Regions from separate parts of the Gossypium hirsutum genome. Here regions 2 and 3 are each linked to region 1. The links are chromatin contacts, called in public Hi-C maps. All regions are on one chromosome and are shown on one strand. The core of a region is the stretch at or near the end of the contact, and the rest is flanking DNA. Distances in the headings are between cores, read along the strand shown.

Region 1 (3,098 bases), core at 352-2,851:
TCCTTGTTTTACTTGGCACAGAAATTGGCTTCAAAAGATAACAATAGTAAGGTATTATGACACCTAGTAAATTTCTGTTTAACTTCAAAACTAAATATTAACAAACCTGTTCAATTTTGTTAAACTGTTCTCGTTTATCGTCTTCAAGTGAAACACCATTAAGAACAGCTTCCTTAATCTGGGCTGCACACGTTTACAGAAATAAAAAGATTTATTGGGTCTAACACTGATAGAAATTAAAAGGAACGGAGCAAAAACAAATAAATTACACTTTAGCAGTCAATTACACCAAAATGAAATAGGAACAACAATTCCCTAACTTATTTGACATATAGATATATAAATAAAGATTCTTACTTTCCACAATACGTTTGCGAGCTTCATTTAGTGATTTCCAATCAGGAGATTCTTGAATAGCCTTGAATGCATTGTAGATGGGTTTACTTTGTCCAACTCTTAGTTGGAACTTCACTTTTTCTGGCTGTAAAGAAAAACTAAGCATAATAAGGGCCAAAAAGTTGGTTTAAAAGAGACTACACAGTACCGCATATTTAACTAAGGTACAGAAACAATAGGATTGATTTGAACAAGACTTCCAATCAATTTGCTTGAAAAGAAATAAGAATACCACTATTCTGGAGTCTCTAGAAAACAAACTAAGCGCCTAGTATATCATGTGAGCCTATATCATGAGTTATGCCAAAAAAAATAAAATCATAAACATAAAAATCATGACTTCATCTAAGGGAAGAACGTGATAGATAATAGATGTCTAAAAGATTCATGCTAAATATTTTGAAGATTTCACCCCAAGATTCCTACACAATTTTCTTAATGAAATTCTTATACATATTGTACATTGAATAATTGAGCTATCTGTTAAAAAAGAACACAACAACAAGAATGTACCTGGACTTCTTCAATGGCAGCACGGAGCTCAGCTGTATCTTTAACAGCCTTAAGATGATTAACTATTCCCCACACAACAGTCAACCGATCAACAATCTTTTCCAATGGCTCCACCAACTTCGGCCACGAAGGCTCTACTGTCTTCTCCAATTCATCCAAATCACTCTCCTACTCAACAAACATAATTATATCAAAACCATATACAAAAATCCAAAAAACCCATATACCAAAACATGATCTCCACAAAGAAAAGATCAGAACAACCAAAATTTTGAATTTTCAAACAAGGCCAGTGAATGATCCAAAAAAATAAAAAATAAAAAAGATACCGAGCACTAAAAAAAAGAAACTCAAAAGTCAGAATCGGAAACAGTCCAAAAGATCAAAAGGGCATACGAGTTTCTTCAACAAGGCACGAATCCCAGGCCTAACATGCTTGGCTTCAACAAAATCAAAAGGAGGAAAGTCAAAATCTTGCAAGAGAGGATTAGACTCAATGTTGTCATCAACAGAAGCTGAAGAAGCCATTGAAGGAAGAGAGAGAAAAGAGCAAGCAGAAAACAAATAAGAGGCAGATAGAGAATGAGAAGAGTGATGAAAACTTGAGACGGGGACAGATGGAGAAAGAATATGAACAGCAAGGAGAAATGTGGAAACTAAAGCACAAACTCTGGGGTAAATGGGGAGAAGATGAAGAGAAAAGGTGATTCTTTTATTTATTAAAATGGCTAAAAGGCCAAGAGGTTAGACTGAAAGCCCAAACAAGGGGGCATGGCCCAATTTGATCTCTTAGGAAAATTGCATCCTAACCATTAGGGGCATTGGAAAAATTTTTAAAAAAAAATGAGAAAAAACTAAAAGATATTATTAGGATGGAATAAAGTAGGATTTAATGAAAATTCGATAATAGTAAAATAGAAATGTAATAGTTTTGTGTCTTAATTTATTAATTTAAGGAAAATGCAAATAATAGGTTTAAATGATGATCTTATTTTAAAATAAAAATTGGTATGTTATGCTTCATGCTTAGCATTAGGTTAATTGTTTTTAGATTATATTTCAAGTTTATGTAATCTTTGCCTTTTTAGAATTTAATCTTCATATTTTTATTTTTAAGAATTTAGTCTTTTTATTTTTTAAATTTAAAAATTCAGGTCCAATATTAACACCATTAAAATTATTATATTAAATTTTCTGGTGTGACATTCTAAAATAATAATAAAAAATATACTAATTCGATACTCAAGTCACAAAAATGGTGTTGCAATGGACTTGAATTTAACAAAAAAAAACTTTAACAATGTTAACAATTCTTTAAATTTACGTCGGCTTTTTAATTTAGAATAAAATGTTTAGACTAACTAATGGCATTATAAACATCGAAGTACCAAATTATGTATAAAATTAAAATATAAATATCAAACATTAAATTTGAACATTTTTGTATAATTAAAAAGTAGAGGACTACAATTGAAATTTAACCATTATTGTTAGTAATGAAAAAAAAGGACAGGTGTCAAAGGACTGAAATTGAGATTTGACCATTTTGTAACTAAAAAGTAGAGGGACCACCATTGAAAATTTATCATTATTGTTAATAATGTAAAAAAAAAGAGTAAGGGCGGGTGTCTTCCTTTTAGTATAGATAATATATTATTGAAAATTTTAAAAATTTTATATTCGTTAGTATATAAAATTACCATGATAAATTATTTTGAAACTTTTCATATAATTTAAAAAATAATACTAAAATAACATTGGAGATTTGAGCATTTAGGGAACCAATTGGTGCTCATTATTTCTTATTGTTTGTTAGTGTTTCTTATAGAAAAAGCGCAATGCTTTTATTTTTAAAGAAGAGAATAGTAGCTGCAAAGAGGTTTCAGTGAGGAGTTTGTCTTGAACAAGAAGCTTATCTCAACCGGGAGCTATTAATTCCACGTTGGCGTACCAATGGAGATGGATGGATTAAACTCAATTATTGGTTCAGGCATTTCAGCCATTGGTGGTGTTTTGCGTGATGCAAATGCTGGTTGGGTTGTTGATATGCTAAGATATTAGGCAAAAGGCAAAAGCAAGGGCGCTGTTGGACTGTTAATTGAAAGGTTATCGGAGGGTTGTAGCTGTGAGTGATAAGTATATGCAATCAACAAGCTGCCAGTAATGGAATAGCTAAGATCAAACTTATC
Region 2 (3,098 bases), core at 159-2,658, 260 kb before region 1:
GAAGAGGAAGAAAACTAAAAAGGATAGAAAATATCATTTTTCTTTTTTATTCATTACTTGGTAGAATTGAAAAATGAAAAAAAAAAAAGTAAAACATTCGAATATGAATAGTTTTAAATTAATATACATTTCTTTTTTATTTTCTCTCATTGATTGATTTTTTATGCATCAAGATCGAAGTGATTATTCATCCTATTTTCTTTCCTCTTAATTTTTTCCTACTAAGCACATTTAAAATTTATTTTCTTTCCACTTTTTTCATTCACTCTTCTCATTCTAGACCTGTTCATGAGTCGAGTTACTTGTCCTATTCTGGAGGTTCGCCCAAACTTCGAGAGGGTTTAGGCAAAAATATCAAGCCCAAAAAATAGGTTTGGGTAAAAAAATATTAGCCCGTTTAAAATATAGGTCAGGCTCGAGCTTGAACATTCAAAGTCCGAGCTTGACCTGTTTTAAGTTTATAATATTTTATATTATGTTATTTTTATATATTATGTAATTTAGAACACATTAAAACAACAAACCTATACTAAATATATAATACTATTCTAATGTAAACATTAAAAAAAATGGCAAGATGATTATAGAAAAATTTTCAATAAATAAAAAATGTATAAAATTATTAAATATTAAAATAAAACAATATATATTTTAAAAATATTAAAAAATAATATAAGCGAGCTTAAAATAGGTTTTAGTTAATCTTTTGCAACTATAAACGAGTTTGGACAAAATTTTATGCTCAGATTTCTAGTTGGACCAAATTTTGACAAATATAAAATATAATAATACTATGTTTAGGCCCAATCTAGTCCATGATCACCTCTATCTTATTTCTTCATTTTTTTTATCCAACCAAACACAACTTAAATGAATTTGAAACTCTTCCAAGTTCAGTTATCATACTTTTCAAACTGAATTACAAAAATTAGAATATGCTGCAGTAACTTTTTTGTACTTTTCGAACATTCTTACTTTTTTAAATTTAAAATTTTAATTCAATAAGTATTCACATTTTTTTTTAAAATTTATCAATTTAGTATATTTAATATTTATCATAGTATATACACATTATAGGAAAGCAGTTTAATCAATATCTTAAGTCGGAAAAATTTGGCAAAATGTATTAATGGTATTAATGATTAGACGAAAATTTTAAATAAGGAAAAGTAGTACTTCTAAATTTAACTTTTCTATTTGGGCTGGCTGAAATTTGTATGTAGATTTCAAAACCCATGTTTGGAGGAGGTTTAAAAACTTGATTGGTGCGATCAAATAGTGGGCTTTCAAGGCTCAATTAGTTTAATATGATTTTTGGGTTCATAGGTTAACAGAACTTCATCTTCACCAAAGGGTTAATCCGGGGTTTAACATATTGGAAATAAATCTAAACAATTGCAAGTTGGATTCTCTTAAATAAATGCATAATCTAATAATTTCATCATTTCCTATTCAATCTTTCTCCAAATCTATCTGATAATGGCGTCAATTCCTAATCACGGTCCGCTTAAACCTACCGACCAGTAATAAGGTGACTACCAAAGCGGCACCCTCCATCATCTCATCATGTCTCTGCAACTAAAATCCCTGTTCTTCATCTTACAACTTTTAGCTTTACTGATTTCAATCTCATCATCAGACCCAAACCCACAATTCCCATGCCAGCCTCCCCACTTTAACTCTTACCCCTTCTGCAACACTTCCCTGTCTATCACAGACAGAGCTCAATCTCTCATTTCTCTGCTCACACTTGAAGAAAAGATCTATCAACTCTCCAACAATGCTTCAGGGATCCCAAGACTTGGAATTCCTCCTTACGAATGGTGGTCAGAGTCACTTCATGGGCTTGCCAGTAATGGCCCTGGAGTTAACTTTAATGGTTATGTTAAAGCAGCAACCAGTTTCCCCCAGGTTCTTGTCACTGCTGCTTCTTTCAATAGAACCCTTTGGTTCAAGATTGGGTTGGCCATAGGTATTGAAGCTAAAGCCATGCATAATGTTGGACAAGCTGGTTTGACTTTTTGGGCACCAAATATTAATATTTTTAGGGATCCCAGATGGGGAAGAGGGCAGGAGACTCCTGGCGAGGATCCCTTGGTTGTTTCAGCTTATGCTATCCAATTTGTAAAGGGCTTCCAGGGTGGGTCCTGGAAGGCTAGTGGAGAACTCATAGATAGGTTTGAGAGAAAGAGGGCACTTGGAGGATATAATGATGATGAGAGTGGTGATAGACTTATGAATTCTGCTTGTTGCAAGCATTTCATTGCTTATGACTTGGAGAAGTGGAAGAATTTCAGTCGATACTCCTTCAATGCCGTGGTAAAGTCTTCCTTTTTACATATTGTCCTTGTGGTGTTTTCATGTTTCTGACCACATTTCACATTTGAATCGTCTTTTTCTTCAGTGTGTAACTCTGTATTAGCCATTTCAGTTCATTTTTTTTATCTCTGTAAATAAGTTTCTTATTCAATGCATATTTAGTGCTGATAAGAAATTTTGCAGTCCGACTGTTTGTCAATTTAAATCAAATTTGGCATTTTTTAAATTAATTTATATATTTATTTATGGTTCTAAACCAATAGTTTGGTGTGACTTGTGGTAAGCCTCCTTTTGAAGTCAATTAGGCAGTCTGCTAATAAATACATGCTTTATCTGTATTGAAGGTCACAAAGCAAGATATGGAGGATACATATGAACCACCCTTTCGTAGTTGTATCCAACAAGGCAAGGCAAGTTGCTTGATGTGTTCCTACAATGCAGTTAATGGGGTGCCAGTTTGTGCGCAGGGAGATCTTTTACAAAAAGCTCGAAATGAATGGGGCTTCAAAGGGTAAAAAAATTAGGAGTTGCTTATACATTGATGGATGCAAATTTTGAAATTCAACTTTGATTGGTTTTTCTGTGGCATAAATCAGATACATCACCTCAGATTGTGATGCTGTGGCAACAGTTCAAGAATACCAGAATTACACAAGAAAAGCCGATGATGCTGTTGCTCTAGTTCTTAAAGCAGGTTTTTTTAATCATATCTTTTACATCTAAATTGATTAAGGACTTCTCACTAGATCTGCCATTCGAATGTTCATTTTTAAAGATTA
Region 3 (3,098 bases), core at 352-2,851, 190 kb before region 1:
AATATAGAAACATCAAAAGTACCACCTCCAAGGTCAAATACTGCTATGATACCCTCCTTGTTATTCATCCCATAGGAAAGCGCGGCAGCAGTTGGTTCATTGATAATCCTTTCGACATCTAACCCAGCAATCCGCCCAGCATCCTTGGTGGCCTGCCTTTGTGCGTCATTAAAATATGCAGGAACAGTGATAACAGCTTTGGTCACCGTTTTACCAAGGTATGCTTCTGCGGTTTCCTTCATCTTTGTTAGAACAAATGCACCAATCTGGCTCGGGGAATAAGTTTTTCCATTGGCTTCAAGCCAGGCATCCCCATTGGGAGCTCTAACTATCTTGTAAGGTACCATCTTCATTTCTTTCTGTGTCTGAGCATCATCAAAACGTCTCCCAATCAGACGTTTTGTTCCAAAAAATGTGTTTGTTGGGTTGGTCACAGCCTGCCGTTTGGCTGGTGTTCCAACAATTAGCTCCCCCTGCTGGTTGAAGGCAACCACAGATGGTGTGGTTCTAGCTCCTTCAGCATTCTCAATTACCCTAGGATTCTGCAGAATACATACAAAGGACTTGAACAATCTGAATAAAATAGTTCCCATTTTCACAAAAAGAAATCCAAAATATATACTTCAACAAAGATCAATAATATTAGTCAGGAAGAATAATCTACCTTTCCCTCCATAACTGATACACATGAGTTGGTTGTACCCAGGTCAATACCAATAACATCATTACCAACAGGTCTTGAGCTGTAATGCAGGAATAACATCTTAGCAAATAATTAGCCACTGAGATTTGATAATGTTTTGAAGATATTTAAGAATACCTGAAGGATCTTGCCAAGGATGCCCATTTGACCAGTGGAGACCTAGCCAAGGATGTCTTTGCATTTCCAGTCAACTATATTAAGAATAAGAAACACTAGTAAGCTTCAGTGGCCAATTACAAAAAGTCCACCAGCAATATCTCATCAGAAAGAAACGAAACAACAATATTTCAATTTCTTTAAGTAAAGGTAAACCCAGAATCTTTCATAACCACAAACACATTGTAATCAGCAATTATAACAATTCAACAGCTGTTGCCTAACTAATGATGAACCAATCGAAGTTTAACTTAAACCCAAAATAAGTCCTAAAAGCTTTTTATTTTATATAGTTGATATAATTTGATCAAAAGGCTAGGCTAAGACCCAAAAAGATGAGAGAAATGAAAGAAATGAGAAAAAAAAACTCCATTGATGGTATTGCAACATAAAATCTTTGGCCTTTAAACAAACGAAAAAAGCGGGCAAAGACTCGACCATGTTCCCCAGAAATAGAGGAATCAAGTTATTACAGAGTTCTAAAATGAGTTAACATGAAAGAAAAAGAAAATGGAAAAAAATAAATCACATCAACCAAAAAGCAACAAAGACAGGAAAACGCAAAAGACCCAAGATAAAGAGAAACTTACGGATCTGCAAGCGGAGTGAAGCTCACGGCGCTGTAAAGCACGGCGGAGAACAGAAGCAGCCATGGTAAGAGCAAGATGATGAAGACCGTAGGGTTTAAAAGGCTGTGCTAGGGTTTTAGCAAATCTGATTGGTGGGCTTTATTTAACATTAAGGGATTTGTGATTGAATGACTGTTTTACCCTTGCCTAATTTTGAGAAGGACGGTTCCGTTGGTGGGCTTGGAAGGGTAAAATAAGAATACGATTAGAATATGTCAACGTTCAAAAGTTAGGGATCGTGGGCAACAAGAAATATGAGCAAAACTAATCCCTCAATATCTTTAGGGGTTTTTTATTTAGTGAAATACTTAATAAAATGTTTAATATGATATTTATATTTTGAAAATATTTAATTTAGTATTTTAACTATTAATATATATTTTATTATGATATATGTATTATAAACAAAAATAATATATAAAAGATGAATATGTGGATTTCTATTGCATTCTATATTTTTCATCATATGTACAAGTAGTATATTTCTCTCTCTATATATAGGGAGATTAGACTCTTCATATTCTAATACATAAATAGGAAATTAGTTACAAGAAGATGAAATGTGAAGATGAAATGTTTAAGGTTAAAGAAGATGAAAGGTGGAAGGTTGAGGGCGATGAAAAGTGAAAGGTTGAACATCCACTTAATAGCATTCAAAACACCCCTTGAATGTTCATTGTATAAATAATATGCCTAATTAAAAACCTTATTAGGAAAAAGAGTATATAATCATTTGATACATTGTATATCACAACAAAAAAAAATGTAGTGTAAATTTACTCCCCCTCATGTAAGTATCATTTAGGATCTTTGAGACAACGCAATCAAATGTTGAAAATTAACTTCTCAAATGTGGCAGTAGGGAGATCCTTAGTAAAAAGATCTGCTAAATTCTCACTTGAACGAATCTATTGAACATTTATATCTCCATTCTTTTGTAGATTATTAGTGAAGAAAATTTTTGGTGATATATGTTTTATTCTATCACCCTTAATTTATCCCTCATTAAGTTGTGTAATGCAAGTTATATTATCTTCATATAAGACTGTTAGAGCTTTTTTTTCAGAGCATAAACCACAATTTTTTCATATGTGATGAATTACAGACCTTAGCCACACACATTCACGATTAGCCTCATGGATTGCAAAAATTTCAACATGATTAGAAAAAATAACAACAATTGTTTGTTACATAGAACGCCAAGAAATTGCAGTACCACTATATGTGCAAACATAACCAGTTTATAATTGAGCATTATGAGGATTAGTAAGTACCCTACATTTGCAAATCCAACCAATTATGTTTTGGGTAGGTTAGGGAAAAATAAACGCATATCTCTTGTACCTTGAAGATAATGAAAAATATGCTTGACCCTATTCCAATGACTTCGGGTTGGACAAAAGCTAAATCTTACTAATAATTTGATAGCAAATGATATATCTGGTCGTGTATAACTAGCAAGATACATCAATGCACCAATAGCACTTAAATATGGTACTTCAGGACCAAGAAAATCTTTATCATTTTCTTGAGGATAGAAAATGTCTTTATTTACATTAAGTGACCTAACAACCATTAAGGTGCTCAACGGATGTACGTTAGCATGTAAA

Evidence for each region. Hi-C and Micro-C count contacts between places; a contact is called where the count stands out from the background.
Region 2: a contact with region 1 is called in a Hi-C map of seedling, with 4 times the contacts expected there. The contact joins the promoter of LOC107901940 here to the promoter of LOC107901902 in region 1. A contact is called at or near these places in 2 of 34 Hi-C or Micro-C datasets (leaf and seedling).
Region 3: a Hi-C map of leaf shows a contact between it and region 1, with 2.1 times the contacts expected there. The contact joins the promoter of LOC107901919 here to the promoter of LOC107901902 in region 1. A contact is called at or near these places in 3 of 34 Hi-C or Micro-C datasets (all in leaf).

The regions. Positions count from the first base shown.
Region 1 is chrA11:57,096,841-57,099,938 of Gossypium_hirsutum_v2.1, reverse strand. LOC107901902 (organellar oligopeptidase A, chloroplastic/mitochondrial) reads right to left here and starts at 1,601. Exons shown (of 17, transcript XM_016828077.2): 1 at 1,306-1,601; 2 at 910-1,077; 3 at 358-481; 4 at 107-183. The coding sequence starts at 1,437.
Region 2 is chrA11:57,352,550-57,355,647 of Gossypium_hirsutum_v2.1, reverse strand. It overlaps LOC107901940 (probable beta-D-xylosidase 6), which reads left to right and starts at 1,408. Exons shown (of 6, transcript XM_016828126.2): 1 at 1,408-2,319; 2 at 2,664-2,830; 3 at 2,916-3,013. The coding sequence starts at 1,567.
Region 3 is chrA11:57,284,116-57,287,213 of Gossypium_hirsutum_v2.1, reverse strand. It overlaps LOC107901919 (heat shock 70 kDa protein, mitochondrial), which reads right to left and starts at 1,601. Exons shown (of 6, transcript XM_041081994.1): 1 at 1,450-1,601; 2 at 821-894; 3 at 665-743; 4 at 1-542. The coding sequence starts at 1,512.